Regions from separate parts of the Mus musculus genome. Here all the other regions are linked to region 3. Evidence: chromatin contacts called from public promoter capture Hi-C data. All regions are on one chromosome and are shown on one strand. Each heading gives the region's core, a stretch centred on a gene start, on an enhancer-like site or on the middle of the called end of the contact. The rest is flanking DNA. Distances are from core to core; before and after follow the strand shown.

Evidence for each region. Promoter capture Hi-C pulls out the DNA fragments that hold promoters and counts their contacts.
Region 1: a promoter capture Hi-C map of liver shows a contact between it and region 3. The contact joins the enhancer-like site here to the promoter of Urb1 in region 3. A contact is called at or near these places in 10 of 39 promoter capture datasets (the HPC-7 cell line, cranial neural crest, embryonic stem cells and 6 more), 1 of 484 Hi-C or Micro-C datasets (extraembryonic endoderm stem cells), 1 of 115 datasets of contacts at active chromatin or transcription factors (fibro-adipogenic progenitors) and 4 of 9 other capture datasets (adipose tissue, embryonic stem cells, liver and 1 more).
Region 2: a contact with region 3 is called in a promoter capture Hi-C map of the HPC-7 cell line. The contact joins the enhancer-like site here to the promoter of Urb1 in region 3. A contact is called at or near these places in 4 of 39 promoter capture datasets (the HPC-7 cell line, embryonic stem cells, liver and 1 more), 1 of 484 Hi-C or Micro-C datasets (regulatory T cells), 5 of 115 datasets of contacts at active chromatin or transcription factors (astrocytes, craniofacial prominence, embryonic stem cells and 1 more) and 3 of 9 other capture datasets (adipose tissue, liver and pancreatic islet).

Annotation. Positions count from the first base shown.
Region 1 is chr16:90,961,362-90,965,591 of GRCm38.p6, reverse strand. It overlaps Synj1 (synaptojanin 1), which reads left to right. Exons shown (of 32, transcript NM_001164483.1): 16 at 947-1,087; 17 at 1,187-1,379; 18 at 1,616-1,774; 19 at 4,062-4,218. Among named protein-coding and RNA genes, the nearest start is that of Cfap298, 29 kb to the right of the region's middle. Within about 2 kb of position 1,566, at least 15 of the 459 cell types and tissues checked have an H3K27ac peak or open chromatin away from gene starts, as enhancers often do.
Region 2 is chr16:90,993,449-90,997,781 of GRCm38.p6, reverse strand. Synj1 (synaptojanin 1) reads left to right here. Exons shown (of 32, transcript NM_001164483.1): 3 at 3,755-3,841. Among named protein-coding and RNA genes, the nearest start is that of 4930404I05Rik, 16 kb to the left of the region's middle. Within about 2 kb of position 2,066, at least 149 of the 459 cell types and tissues checked have an H3K27ac peak or open chromatin away from gene starts, as enhancers often do. A contact at or near this core is called in the HPC-7 cell line, adipose tissue, extraembryonic endoderm stem cells and 2 more, where this site is marked.
Region 3 is chr16:90,808,283-90,813,111 of GRCm38.p6, reverse strand. It overlaps Urb1 (URB1 ribosome biogenesis 1 homolog (S. cerevisiae)), which reads left to right and starts at 2,699. Exons shown (of 39, transcript NM_029497.1): 1 at 2,699-2,913. The coding sequence starts at 2,772.

The sequences.
Region 1 (4,230 bases), core at 317-2,816, 150 kb before region 3:
ATGTCTTAGATTTGGCTAAAATATCTCAGGTTTATAAGAAGAAGGGAAGGAAAGAGATATTGAAGCTAAATATTAGTATGTGATGACTTACTTTACAGTTAACAAATTGTAGGCTTTTAAACTTTTTCCATAATTATTTAAAAGAAAAATTTCTTAAATTAAAAACAAATTAGTTTATAGGACAGGAGAGGTACTTAGCAGTTAAGATCTCTTGCTGCTCTTCCAGTGAACCAGAGTTCAGTTCCCAGCATCCCATAGGATGGCTCACAACAACCTGTAACTCTGTCTCCGGGATTTTTAATGCCTGTCTCTGGCCTCCTCGGGCACCTATACATACATAACATACATACATGACATAGGGTGGGGGAGGGAAACAGACAGACAGACAGAGTTTTAAAATAATAAAGTTGACTTCATAAAATAAGTGGGAGTGAGACAAGGTGATATGTAGAAGCCCATGTTTCTCATTAACCTAACAATACCTGACATTAAAGTGTGAAGTTTATCTGAGTTGCTCACCTCACGTCTCTTTCTAACTCATTTCCTATCTCTCTTGTTTTATTTCTTGGGGTTTTTAATTTTAGCATTATTTGTTTGGGTGCATGTGTGTATGAAGGCACACGTGTGCAATGGTGTGTATGTGGAGGTCAGAGGATAGCCCCAGGGGTCAGTTCTCTCCTTCCCCAAGAGTCATGGGGATTGAACTCGGGCTGTCAGGCTTGGCCATGGTACCTTTACATGGCGTGCCATCTCACTAAACCCGGATCTCCTCTTGAATAAGTTGTAAATACTGAAACACTGTGTTATTTTGGTTAAGGTGCACATTTTCTTTTTAACAGAAACAAAAAGCAGCTTGCATGAAAATGTTCTTTTTTTTAAGCAATCAGATGTATAAAGGGCGTGTAAAGCTTTCCTTAGGAGTCCCTCCCTCTGTAATACTTTGTAGCACAACCAACCAGAAGCTGTGGGCAGTGGAGCTGCAGAAGACCATCTCCAGGGACAACAAGTATGTCCTGCTGGCCTCGGAGCAGCTGGTGGGTGTCTGCCTGTTTGTCTTTATCAGACCACAGCACGCTCCTTTTATCAGGTCAGTGACAGACACCGTTCTGTCTCTTCTCATGCCATAACAAGAAAGGCCCTAGTGTGTGCGATGCCATCTCGTCCATTCATAACTTGTGCTTTGTAGGGATGTTGCAGTTGATACTGTGAAAACTGGCATGGGAGGTGCAACTGGAAACAAGGGCGCCGTTGCAATTCGGATGCTCTTCCACACCACCAGCCTTTGCTTCGTCTGCAGCCACTTTGCTGCAGGGCAGTCCCAAGTCAAAGAGAGAAATGAAGATTTTGTAGAAATAGCACGAAAACTGAGTTTCCCCATGGTAAGCTTCTGCTGATGGTTCTGTAAGACAAGCCTTTGCATTGCATTTCACTTTATCCTACATTTCCTGTCCGCAGTCGTGAAGACTTAGAGCAGTCCTTAGAGACACCAGCAGTGTTTGTGTGCCTCCGTCTGCTGTCTTGCTATTGTTGGGCTCAAGGCGCAGTGCTGATAGTGCAAGCCCTTGTGAGGCAGAGACACAGTGTGACGCACAGGCTGTCTGTCTCGTGTTTCCAGGGACGAATGCTCTTCTCCCATGACTATGTATTTTGGTGTGGTGATTTCAACTATCGAATTGACCTTCCGAATGAAGAGGTTAAAGAGCTCATAAGACAACAAAACTGGGATTCTCTGATCGCTGGGGATCAGCTCATCAACCAGAAAAATGCAGGACAGGTAACTGCTTCCTGAGATCACTGTCTTACAAAAGGGGCCCTTGGAGGGCTGGGGATGTGGCCCAGCAATTAAGTGCACTCACTGCTCTCACAGAAAGCCCAAGCTCAGTTCCCAGCACCCACACACTGGGCAGCTCACAACCACCTGTAACTCCAGGTCCACACTTAGGCATATAAAAAGATGCACAGAAATAAAAAGGAATGTAAGTTGTTTTTTCCTCTTAGGGAGAGGACGAGAGAGGGAGAAGGAGTGGAAGGAGTTTGAGGGGTCAGGGAGATGAGACTAGCGTTAAAGCACTTGCCTTGCAATGCTGAAGATCAGTTTGATCTTCAGAACCTACACAGCAAGCCCCAGGTAACACCCCAGCGCAGTGGCATGCAACTGCAATCCTTAGGCAGCTAGGAAGCAGACATGAGAACTGGTCAGTTGCCAGAAGGCTGTGAACCAGTCCAGCCTGGAGTAAAACTGCGGAATCAAGATAAATCCTGCCTCAGTGACATAGAAGGGAAAAAACAACTCCCAAAAGTTGTCCTCTGACCTCTACAGGTGTCCTGTGGCACATATATGCTCTCTTCACTCAATATACATATAAAATTATAAATATGCATACAATAAAGAAAAGTTGTAAAAGGAGGGTATGAATTTTGACAATTAAACATTTTCTTATTTCATTTTTGTATTTATTGTTTATACATACCTGTAGCTAAACATACAGAATTATTTTTTCTTGAAAGAATGAAAGAAAAGAAATAAAGGAAGGGGAAAAGAATGTTTTTAAAATGTTTATAATTCTTAGGAAGAAAATACGTTAGTGTGTCTGTAAGATGCACTATCAAACAGAAGGCCTATAATTGTGGGATGATAATAATGTGGACTCTCAGATTAAGTAGAAGGGCTGGGAGCCACTGGTACAGTAACTGGGGCCACCAAGCTTGAAGTCACCTCAGCGGCAGTTTCACCATCATGGATGTCAGCTGTTACTCCAGAGTGTGGTATCAGGCTAGATGAGTCCCCAGATCTCATACCATCTTCTACGATGGGGCAAGGCTGGTGCTGAGCCCAGGTCCTCATGCTTTTGAGCTGCAATCCCAGTCCCGCAGAGAGGTCTGGGTGTCTCATAGGCAGGGTGGTTTCTTTATTCATGCTTTTAAAGTTTCACTAATGGAAGAGTAAGTGGGAAAAGGTCACATTTTTCTACTGTGGGGTTTTTGGTTTTGGGTTTGTTTTTTTTTTTTAATTTTTGTTCTGTTCTGTTCTGTTAGAAATAGTTACTAGATAGACAGATATTTTGTATGAGATTATCCAGCACATAGCATAAAAATATAGGACTAGAGAGATGGCTCAGTCATTAAGGGTACTTGCTGCCCTATCTGAAGACCCTGGATCCAAAGCCCTACTCTGACCTCCACGGACACCAGCACACATGTGCAAAGGCAAACACAAATAAAGTACAACCGGCACCAGCAGGCTTGGCCTGCTCTCAGCTGTGGTCAAATGAGCTACTTGTAGTGTTAGCAGTCAGTGAAGAGATACGTAACTGCCAGAGTCCTGGGAATAAGACGGGGCGCTGAGCCCTAAATCATTCACCCGTATTAACCCCAGCGCCACCAAGGTTCAGGGAACATCTCAGATGATGAGGCAGAAAGTGTGTGTGGGTAACAGGATGAGCAGTGCCGAGACAGCACAGCTATGGCAGGCATGCACTCAGCCGCCAAAGTTGCCTGCACAGAACCTACAGAGGACCAAGCCAGCCAGAGTTGCAGAGGCTGGGTGACACCAGGCCCCATCCCTGTGGAGGAGCCGTTGCAGCTGAGAGTTACTGCAGGAGGGAGGACTTTTTTTTTTTTTTTTTTTTTTTTTTTTAAGATATGGCCACTGGTACACTGGTTCTCAACCTATAGGCCATGACCCACTGGGAGTCACATTAGGATTCATAGCAGTAGCAAAATTACAGTTCTGAAGTAGCAACCATAATTTCATAGTTGGGGGTCAGCCCATGAAGAACTGTATTAAAGGGTCACAGCATCAGGGAGGGTTAGAGCCGCTGCTATAGTGGATGTCCCCACACCTATGCACATGTGTACAGCACTAGTTGGGTTTAATGAGTTATCAAAAAGGAAGACACGATGCTGAGAGGGTGAGAGAGAGTTGAAGGGGCAATAGAGGTCATATGTGATCATGTTTCACTGCATGCATGAATTCCCAAAAATCAAGAAAAATTTAAAAGTTTAAATAAAAAAATAAACGTTTATGTGTTTTGAAAAAACTTTGTGTATGTTTATTTTAGATCTTTAGAGGATTCTTAGAGGGAAAAGTAACGTTTGCTCCAACCTATAAATATGACTTGTTTTCTGAAGACTATGACACCAGTGAGAAGTGTCGCACCCCTGCTTGGACAGACCGTGTCCTCTGGAGAAGGAGGAAGTGGCCTTTTGACAGATCAGGTTAGGAGTGGA
Region 2 (4,333 bases), core at 817-3,316, 190 kb before region 3:
TTATTTTCTAAAATGGGATTTCGGGGGAGTACAACAGTGATCATGATTAACCCTTGTATAATCTCTTTTGGTATACTTTATAAGGTCTCGTAAAATAAGAAAGCCTTTTCCACCCACTTAAAAGCAGTGTTTGAGCTGGATACCTCAGCTCTCAGCAGGCTGAGGCACAAAGAGGATGGACTCAAGACTAACCTGGGCTGCACAATGAAACTCTTTTAAAAAAATTATAAATGGACAATAGGGCATTGTAAGATTTATCCTATCAATGCCATTTAGACATATTTATCTAAATTCAGGAGGAGGAAATAATTTTAAACATACAGAAAAGTTGAAGTTAGTAAAATAAAATTTAAAAAAGGATATTTTCTTACCGATTTGAGAGTAGGTTGCTGACGTGAGACCTTATTGTCCCCAGATACTGTGCTGTGTGTTCCCTAGACATTCTCCTCGTAAGGGCGCACAGCAGTCCTGCCACTGCCACTGCTCAGGCCCTCTTCACGCTTACCAGTAGCTAGCCATGCTTTCTATGATGGAAAGATCCATTCAGATCTGTATAGTTGATTTAAAAGGCAGGCCTTAATCTCCTCAACTCTAGAGCTCTAGTCTCTGACCCTCAGGACCTAGGAGAACAGTTGTTTTATAGGATGTTGTCCCTCCTTGCTGTGTGGGGCTTCTGCTGTTGCTCACCTTTGACAGAGCTATTTCAGAAGCTGTGCTGTTTTCGTCAGTCAGGTGACAGCTTTAAACTGCCTTGTTAATGTGTCAATATCGGTATGCACTTTGATTACTGGTAAAGGTAATCGTCTACTAGGTGTTGCAGGCTTTTGTTCTCCCTCCTGATTGTTCTGAGGACTTTGAGACTAGATAAACACCCCTTTCCTTGTGGAACTTCTAGTCTATACGCATATTCAGGGAGTAATAACATTCATTATTATTTCCTTTGTTGCTTATACTCTACATTTTTCAGTACCATTGAACATGTAGCAATGGAACCTACCCTAAGTTCAAGAGCAGGAAGTAGGTAGCTCTTCCAGGGTCCCACACTGTACCCCTGGGACCAGGTTCACCTGCCTCTGCATCTCCAATGCTGGGATTAAAGTATTAGTCACTGTGCCCAGAAAAGAGGTTCCCTCTAATGCTGGCTCCTTAGACTTAGACAATTAGTAACTGACTTAAGCCAATTTCCTCAGGTCAAATGGAAGGTGTAGCTTTGTCCTTAGGGTACTGTGAAAATTAAATAGTGCACATAAACACCTGGCCTTGTGTTAGTGCCATAATCATCGCAGAGATGATGAACTAATACTGTAGCTGTAAGACCATTTCTAAATTGCTGGTAATAGAAACTCATGGCAGTAAAAATGTAACCTCGGGCTGGTGAGATGGCTCAGTGGGTAAGAGCACCTGACTGTTCTTCCGAAGGTCCAGAGTTCAAATCCCAGCAACCACATGGTGGCTTACAACCATCCGTAACAAGATCTGACTCCCTCTTCTGGTGTGTCTGAAGACAGCTACAGTGTACTTACATATAATAATAAATAAATCTTAAAAAAAAAGAAAGAAAAAAAAACAATAATAAAAAAAAAATGTAACCTCATCTGCTTTAGTCAGAGAGAGAGAGAACTCAGAAGATAACTCTGAAATACAAATAATTAAGTGGCTTGGTGTATGCTTACATGTTTAAGCTAGATGACGGTGCAATAGAAGGATGGTCACTGGGCCTGAGAGACAGTGTTTATTTGTTGTGCAATTGAGAAGAAAATAGTTATGAGGAGAGAATATTTATTTCATGATAATTTAGGTTACAGAGACTATTCATATGGGGAGAGAATTACTTAATATTAAGTTACATTTTCTTTTTAACTCTTGCTGGCTGTGGTCATTGAACCTAATGGTGATTTTTTGCTAACTGCTAATTTAACCTAATTGCTGCTGACACTAATACATCAGTAATTCCTTCATTCCAATGACAGCAATAATATTTTAAATTCACACAGCATGTAGCCTGAGGGACTCCGTAGAGCAGTCTGACCTGGAAACCGCATTTTCTGCCATGAAAAATTGAGACCCACTCCCAGCCCCACCCATGGTACGCTGAATGAGGAAGTGCAGCACTTAAGAAAGGCAGCTGTAGTTTCCTTTAGAAAACAATTCAGTTTTTGTTGTAAATTTTAAATTTGAATTGACCATAAACACATAGAACAATATAATGCTAGGACGGCTAGATATGTGAAAGAAGACACGATTCCCCTAGCATGCTAAAAGTCTTCCCCACTCTAGTTTCATACTGGTTACAGAAAGGCCCACACTTAATAATGAACATATTAGAGAATGTGATGGTGTTAGTTGAGTCATTTAGCTTTAGCCTGTGCTGCCAGCTAACTGACCATAAGTCCCCGGCTGGCCAAAGTGAGCCGCGGAGGAGAAGCTTGAGTAGACAGGGTGGAGAGAGGCAGATGGGGAAGTGAGATACTATGTGGAACTCTGGGGAAGAGCTTTAAGATAAGAGTCTGGAATCCAAGGAATTGGCAAGGAATCTTGGATAAGATGTAGATTGAGAAGAGCCTGTGTCTGCAGAGAAGATAGACAGGAAATGGGAGGTCAGAGCAATCTGCTTACTTGCTTTCCTAGAGCAGCATACAGGAGCCCTGCCAAGGGTTCTGTGGTTGTGGTGTGGACAGAGGGGAGGGAGAAGGCTAAGTGTGATGAGGACAGGGAATCCTGTGACCTAGCAAGCCTCCTCGAGCTGGGGAGAGGTGGGACAGGGAACGGAGGGCAGTGGCTAAGTTTGAATTTCACACTTCAGAATGTGCTATTTGAAATTCTTTGAAATACCAGATGTGGTTTATGTTCCTTGGTTCTTTGTTGTATCTTAAATGTGGATCTGCTAAGTGCTAGGAAGGTTCTGCCTTTAAACATCCGGGATTTTTGTTGTTGTTGTCTTTTATTTTATTTTATTTTTTTATCAGTAGACTAACCATAGTAGCCTGCTCTAGGGAAATTATTGCCTGGCTTGAGCTCATTAGCAAGTTTGCCTCAGCTTAGAGCAAAGGAAGTGAGAGGAAGGTCAGTAAAGACTGCCCCACTGCCATGCTAAACCGTGTGGTCAAGCAGTGGCTTGCAGCATTTACCAGTTTATTCAGCTTCTGTGTCCAGGATAAACGAGTGAGTAAAACAGGCTATCAACAAGAAGACAGACTCCTTAGATGGGCAGAATTCTGTAACTCCAGCAAGAAAGTTCTTCTACTAGTTGGACAGAATACCTAATATAATACACTGGTGTTTGGAGAGGTCACCTATATCAAACATGGAGATACTGAGCTGGTGCCCACAGAGACTTCATCCCTATGTTCCAGCATCCTTGATACAGAAAGGTATTCTGCACATTATCAAGGGTAATGTAAATACCAAGCCAGCTACAAAACCTTTATTCACAACAGTGTCCAGCCTGTAAGATATGCTAAGGTAATGGTGGCACAGGGCTTGCAGAAGTAACCCACCAACAACTGATTTGACTCGAGGCTCACTTCACGAGGTGAACCCAGATCTGACACAGCTTGAGTGGTCAAGAACCAGAGACTAGATAACCCAGTGACATAGGGGGAAACCAAGTCATGCTGGTCTAAAGACAGAGAGAGAAAAAAGAGAAAATAGATAGATAGATAAATGGGGAAAACGATCCCATTTTGAAGCTTTGTTTCAAGTCTGGCATTACAACTAAATAGATTCTAATGTTTTCAATTATTATTTTTAACAGCATCTGCAGAAAAGGAGGCTATTAAAGGCACATATGCCAAAGTACTGGATGCATACGGACTTTTGGGAGTTTTACGATTAAATCTTGGTAAGTCTGTTATTCCGTGTGGTTAATCTACTTTTTCATTTCTGTTTTTATAGTTCTGAAGATGAGAGAGACTACCTGTATATCATTTCAAACCCAGTATTTGAGCCTTAACTAGTATATACCTTTTAAACATTCATTAGGATAATCTTTTTAAATATTTTTATTAACTGAGAATTTCATGTAATGTATTTGATTATATTCAACCCCCCCCAACTCCTCCCAGATCTATGCCCACATCCTCACCCAACATACTAACTCTTTCTCTCTCCCTCCCTTCCTCTCTCTCAATCTCTCTTTGTCCCTCCCTCCCCCACTCCTCTCTCAAACCTATCTATGCATTGGTCAAGCACTCTTGGCTGTGGGATCCATTCCTGATGTGTGATCGGTACATCAGAGATCACACCATTAAAGGAAGCAGACTGTCTTTGCTGGCAGCTGTCTGGCTCAGTGGTCAAGAGCACTTGGTCCTCTTGCAGAGGACCCAGGTTTGCT
Region 3 (4,829 bases), core at 1,450-3,949:
GGACGATGATGCTATAACTCTCTTACTCTGCATCCATGATAAACAGTTTAACGTGAACTTGTTATGGATTCTGACTGAGCAGAACTAGAATTTAAACCAAGGTGAAAACTCGGGTCCGTGCATTCATTCATAGTCATATCCAGATACTTACTAAACAAACATTTGTTGGTCCAGTGTGTGTTCCAGGCAATGGAGGTGGAGCATCTGAGCTTGGTGCCATTGTGTTTGGTGCACATTAACAGAGACTATTCTGTATCTCCAATAAGTAAGAAAGGCAAAACAAAACAAAATAAAGGACGGTACAAAGCCACAGTGAAGAATGGACAGGAAGTCGGGTGAAGTGAACATCAGAGTCACTGAAGGAAGAAGAAAGTCAGGAAGAAGCTTCAAAGGCTCTGAAACGGATAGAATGTTCTAGAATAGTGATGCTCAGCCTTCAACAGAACAGAGAAAACTTGGGAACTGTTTGAGGGTTTGGGCCCCAGATGCTGACCCTACCTGGGGAGGTAGAACATTCGAGAGCGTAGCTTAGGTAGCAGAAATGAGGCTGGGAGTGGGCCTTGAGGGTGATATCTACTGGATGTGGTCCAAATTTTGTTTCTACCAATGTATGAAAAGTGTGAGGCAAGCCCCTACCTCCGTGGGTGAGTTGCCCCAGACACTGAGTCCTCCCTACCATAACACATTGACAGTTTTTAAAACTTGTGGCCAAAGTAAATTCTTCTCCCATTTCTGCCAGGTTTTCAGTCACTGTCACAAGATAAGTAACGGCCACTGAGACAAATAACACAGGGCTTCTCGTGGCAGGCTAGCTCACTGTCGGCTGGTGAGCTTGGCATTGGGCAAAGTATCAAAGACCTGGCCTAGTTATTTAGAGGACTGCTCTGAGCCAGTCTCAAACATCCATCTGTAATTCTGAGTAATTACTTGCCATCGGGTATCCCTTTATCTAAGGCTAGGATGGACAGGGGCAGCTTCTATGTAATTGAGGCTAGGATCCTGAGTACCCTGGTAAGTTCCCTGGTCTCACTAATTCTTGTGGGTTTAAAAAATATTTTGTGAGCTGTGTGTGTGTGTGTGTGTGTGAGAGAGAGAGAGAGAGAGAGAGAGAGAGAGAGAGAGACTTGCCACAGCATGCATGTAGAGGCCACAAAGCAATTTGTGAGAGGAGGTCTCTCCTTTCACCGTGTGAGTTCTGGGGATTGAGCTGAGACCATCACCCTCCCAGCCACACCCCCACCCCCAATTATTTATAACTTCCACTAGTACAGAGAGATGATAATTTCCCCCAACATCACATAAGCTAAACTCAAGGCTTTAGACTGTTTCTTCCTTCTTCTTGCTGCCTTTTGTTTGGGTCCTGGTGAGTGTCAACATGGGCAATTGGTCACAAGTCGGTCTTCAGCCTCTTCTCTCAAAATTATTCATGGTTTTAGTCATCTTCATTTTTCTGACAGGCCCGGGACCTAGGGATTCCCACAGATGCAGTTGTTTCTGTAGGCTACAGGCTCAAAGTCAAAGGCAAGTGTTGTTGTTGTTGTTTGTTTGTTTGTTTTTCTCTTAGGGACTCTAAAATCATAGGAGTGACAGGGACCACATTCTTAGATGCTTAAAAGATACTTGCTTCCAAAAGTGTGCCTTATTAGACTAGAAGAATATGACAGAGAATTTCAGAAACCATCGATTTCCCAACTAACAGGCTAGTTTGGAATTTTAAATACATACCAAGATATTGATAAGATCTGTTTTTTTTAATTATGCAACTGACTGTTTTTACTTTCCCACATTTTTGCCAGAGCATTGAATGCAGCCTGTAAATCAACAGCTTACAACAAATAAAAACTGTATCGTACTCTCTGTCCCCTTAAAGCAGTTCTTTAAACATTACATTACTTGCCGTTCTCCAGCCCAGGACTGGGGAGAGCCGGCTTTGTTGTCTCCTTTTTAACGAGGGTGCTGAGATGCGGGCACTGTCCAAGGAGGTTTTCTTAAATGCTTGCTTTCTTTGATCGCCCCTGGCCTTCAGCACCACAGAAGGAGTGCATCAAGGTTTGGGGGAAGCAAGCGTGGATGGAGGTTACTTGAAATGACATCTAACCAGCCTAGGCCTTCTGGCTAGGGTTGTGACAAAAACTGGGGATTCAGGGTTACGGACACTCTGGACCACATTCCCAAGCTAGGGCTTTTCAGAGGTAAGTCCACCTGATGTCAAGCCCTCGGGAATTCACCCGGCTTACACTTACACGCAGGGGGCTTGAACTGAGGAAGTATCAATCTCATGAAGTTGTTCAAAGGATATCATTAAAATGCTCAGAGATTTTTAAATATCTGAGCTCTTTGTGCTGCTCTTTGTGGGTCTGGGAGTTCTTCCTGCTCAGGGAGTTGCGGGAGCAGGGGAAGCATTTTGATCCATCTGCCCCAGATTGTTGCAGCTAAGGGCGGGTATGTGATTTTTCTTTGCAGGCAGAGCACAGCCAGAGAACCCTTGGGGAAATCCCAGGCCCTACAGGCCCCACCCAAGCACCAAGCCACGCCCACACCACCCAGAGACACGCCCCAGAAGGCCCCGCCCCCAGGTGTTCTACCTTCTCCACGCCCCCTTCAGCAGGCCCCGCCCCTTCCGCCCTTTCTCACCCGAAGACCGGCTCTTTTACCGGCTTCCCCTCATAGGCTCCGCCTTTCCTTCCAGTCCCGCCCCTTCCTTGCCGCCGGTGCTTCCGGTCGCGTGGGTTTTCCGAGGGTGCCGTTTTGCTGGCCCGGTGGTTTGGGCCATGGGGGTCCCCAAGAGGAAGGCGTCAGAGGGTCCCAGCAGCGCGGCGTCCCCCGCTGGCACAGTCAAGCGAACGCGAGCGGAGGAGTTCACGGGCGTGCGGTTCAAGACCCTGCTGAAGGATGCGCAGGGCCCAGGACCGGGTGAGTGGGAGCGGACTCCTCAGCTTCGGGGCAGTAGCCGGCACAGCGGCGCCTCGGAGCCCGGCTCGGAGTTAGTCAAGAATAGTTCAGTGAGATAGCTTGCTTGGGCTGTCAGTAGCCGTTCCCATAGTAACCAACTGTCAACCCTGATAATGGCGGGATGTCACGTGTAACAAGTTCCATAAGGACCTACAACTAAATCGAGTGACTAGGATTGTCCGGACCGGTAACCGAGAGGGGCCAGATTCTGTAATTTAATTTCACTCGCTGCAGAGTGTGACACCACTTCACAACGACTTCTAATCGTGCAAGGAGTACATTGGTTGTGAGGAGAACCACAGTTGAACATGTTACCATGTTCAGACGTCAACGCGGTGGTAAAAACAAGACAGCGAAATATTTCTCTTAGGTTAACAAAACTACAAAGTTAATAAACTATCGCAGGGCTTGATGGTTCGTGCCTTTAATTCAGCACTTTAGAGGGAGGAAGAGGCAAGAGGATTTCTGTCAGTTGAAGGCCAGCCTTATCTTCTTAGAAAGTGCCAGACCAAGTACACCTTGACTTCCAACATTAGAAATATTTGAAGATTAAGGATAGAATTGGTGCCATCCTGACAGTGTCATGTTGGCAGAGCACTCCTGACTGCTGCTGCTGCTGCCAGTCCAAAGAAGAGTAAGCTGTCCGTCTCCCTGAACTGCCCTGGGCTAACTCAAGCCAGGGGACTCGGTAAACACTATATAGTGAGACCCTGACTCAAAAAGTATTCTCAGCTAATGTTTTTCTTACAATTTTTATTTTTAAACGTTTGGTGCCTCGCCTTGGTCGTTTGCTTAGAAGATGACACCTTTGCTAGCACAGAATTTAGCGCCCCACACACTTATTCGATATTTAATTGCAGTTGCTGTTTGTTAGGTAGAGATGTAATGGGCGAATAAAACCCTGGCACAGGTCTTGCCATTGCAAATCTGATAGTTTGGGAAAGCAGGTGACCAGCAAAGTCACATAGTCACGGGTCTTCCAGAAGGAGCCAGCTATCCATTGTGCCTAATGGGCCTGGGACCTTGATCTGTGAAATCAAAGAAGGCTTCCCCAAGGAAGCAGGTTTTTCATGAGTTGTAGAATTGTATAGGGAAAGGAGCCTTCCTGGCAGAAGAAAAGCGCCAGCTCGGTTCCTGAAAGGCTTCTGTCTACATTTCAGGGGACAGCTAGGTTGGCAGGTACATGACTAATGAAGTGATTGAAAGACGTTGCGAAGCTGAAGTCAGTGGGTGAATGTGGGAGTTTGGAGATTTTTATTTGACTATAATGTCAGGATTTTTCTCTCCCTTTCCCTCCTTGGTACACATTGAGTTCCTGTCATGGGAATGCTCTCAAGGATTGGATTGGTGGGTGTGTGTTGGGGATTTTTAGGTTGCTCTTGCTGTTCCCTTTGTGTGGTGGAGAGGAGCTTTGGGATTCAGTGGCAAAGGCTACTCAGTTGAGTAGTGTCAGCAGTAGAGAGATGACTGACCAGTGAGTCGGGATTCTAGATCAGAAAGGATCTGCTCAAGTCTGGTTCTTCAACATACTTGCCCTTCACTGGTGACGGGGTAAGTGTTATCCCTGTTCCTCATTGCAGTACCAGACAGGCCCAGTCTCCTAGATGTTCCTCCCTCCTTGTGCTCGGTCATCCCTTGGCTCAGTGGTCTCCTGTGTGTGTGTCTCTGGAGTCTGCAGTTCCACATGTACTTCCTTGGTGGTCACTCTAGTCCAGGCACCATTAGCCTTTCTGTGATAATGGCCAGAGCTGTCCAGGCTTGGTGTCTTTTCTACATTTGTTTCCTTGTGTCCCATCACACATGCAAGACGAGGTGACCTTTTAAACTGCCAGTCCGCTCCTCTTGTGGCATCCTGTGGTGCCATCCTACTGCACTTT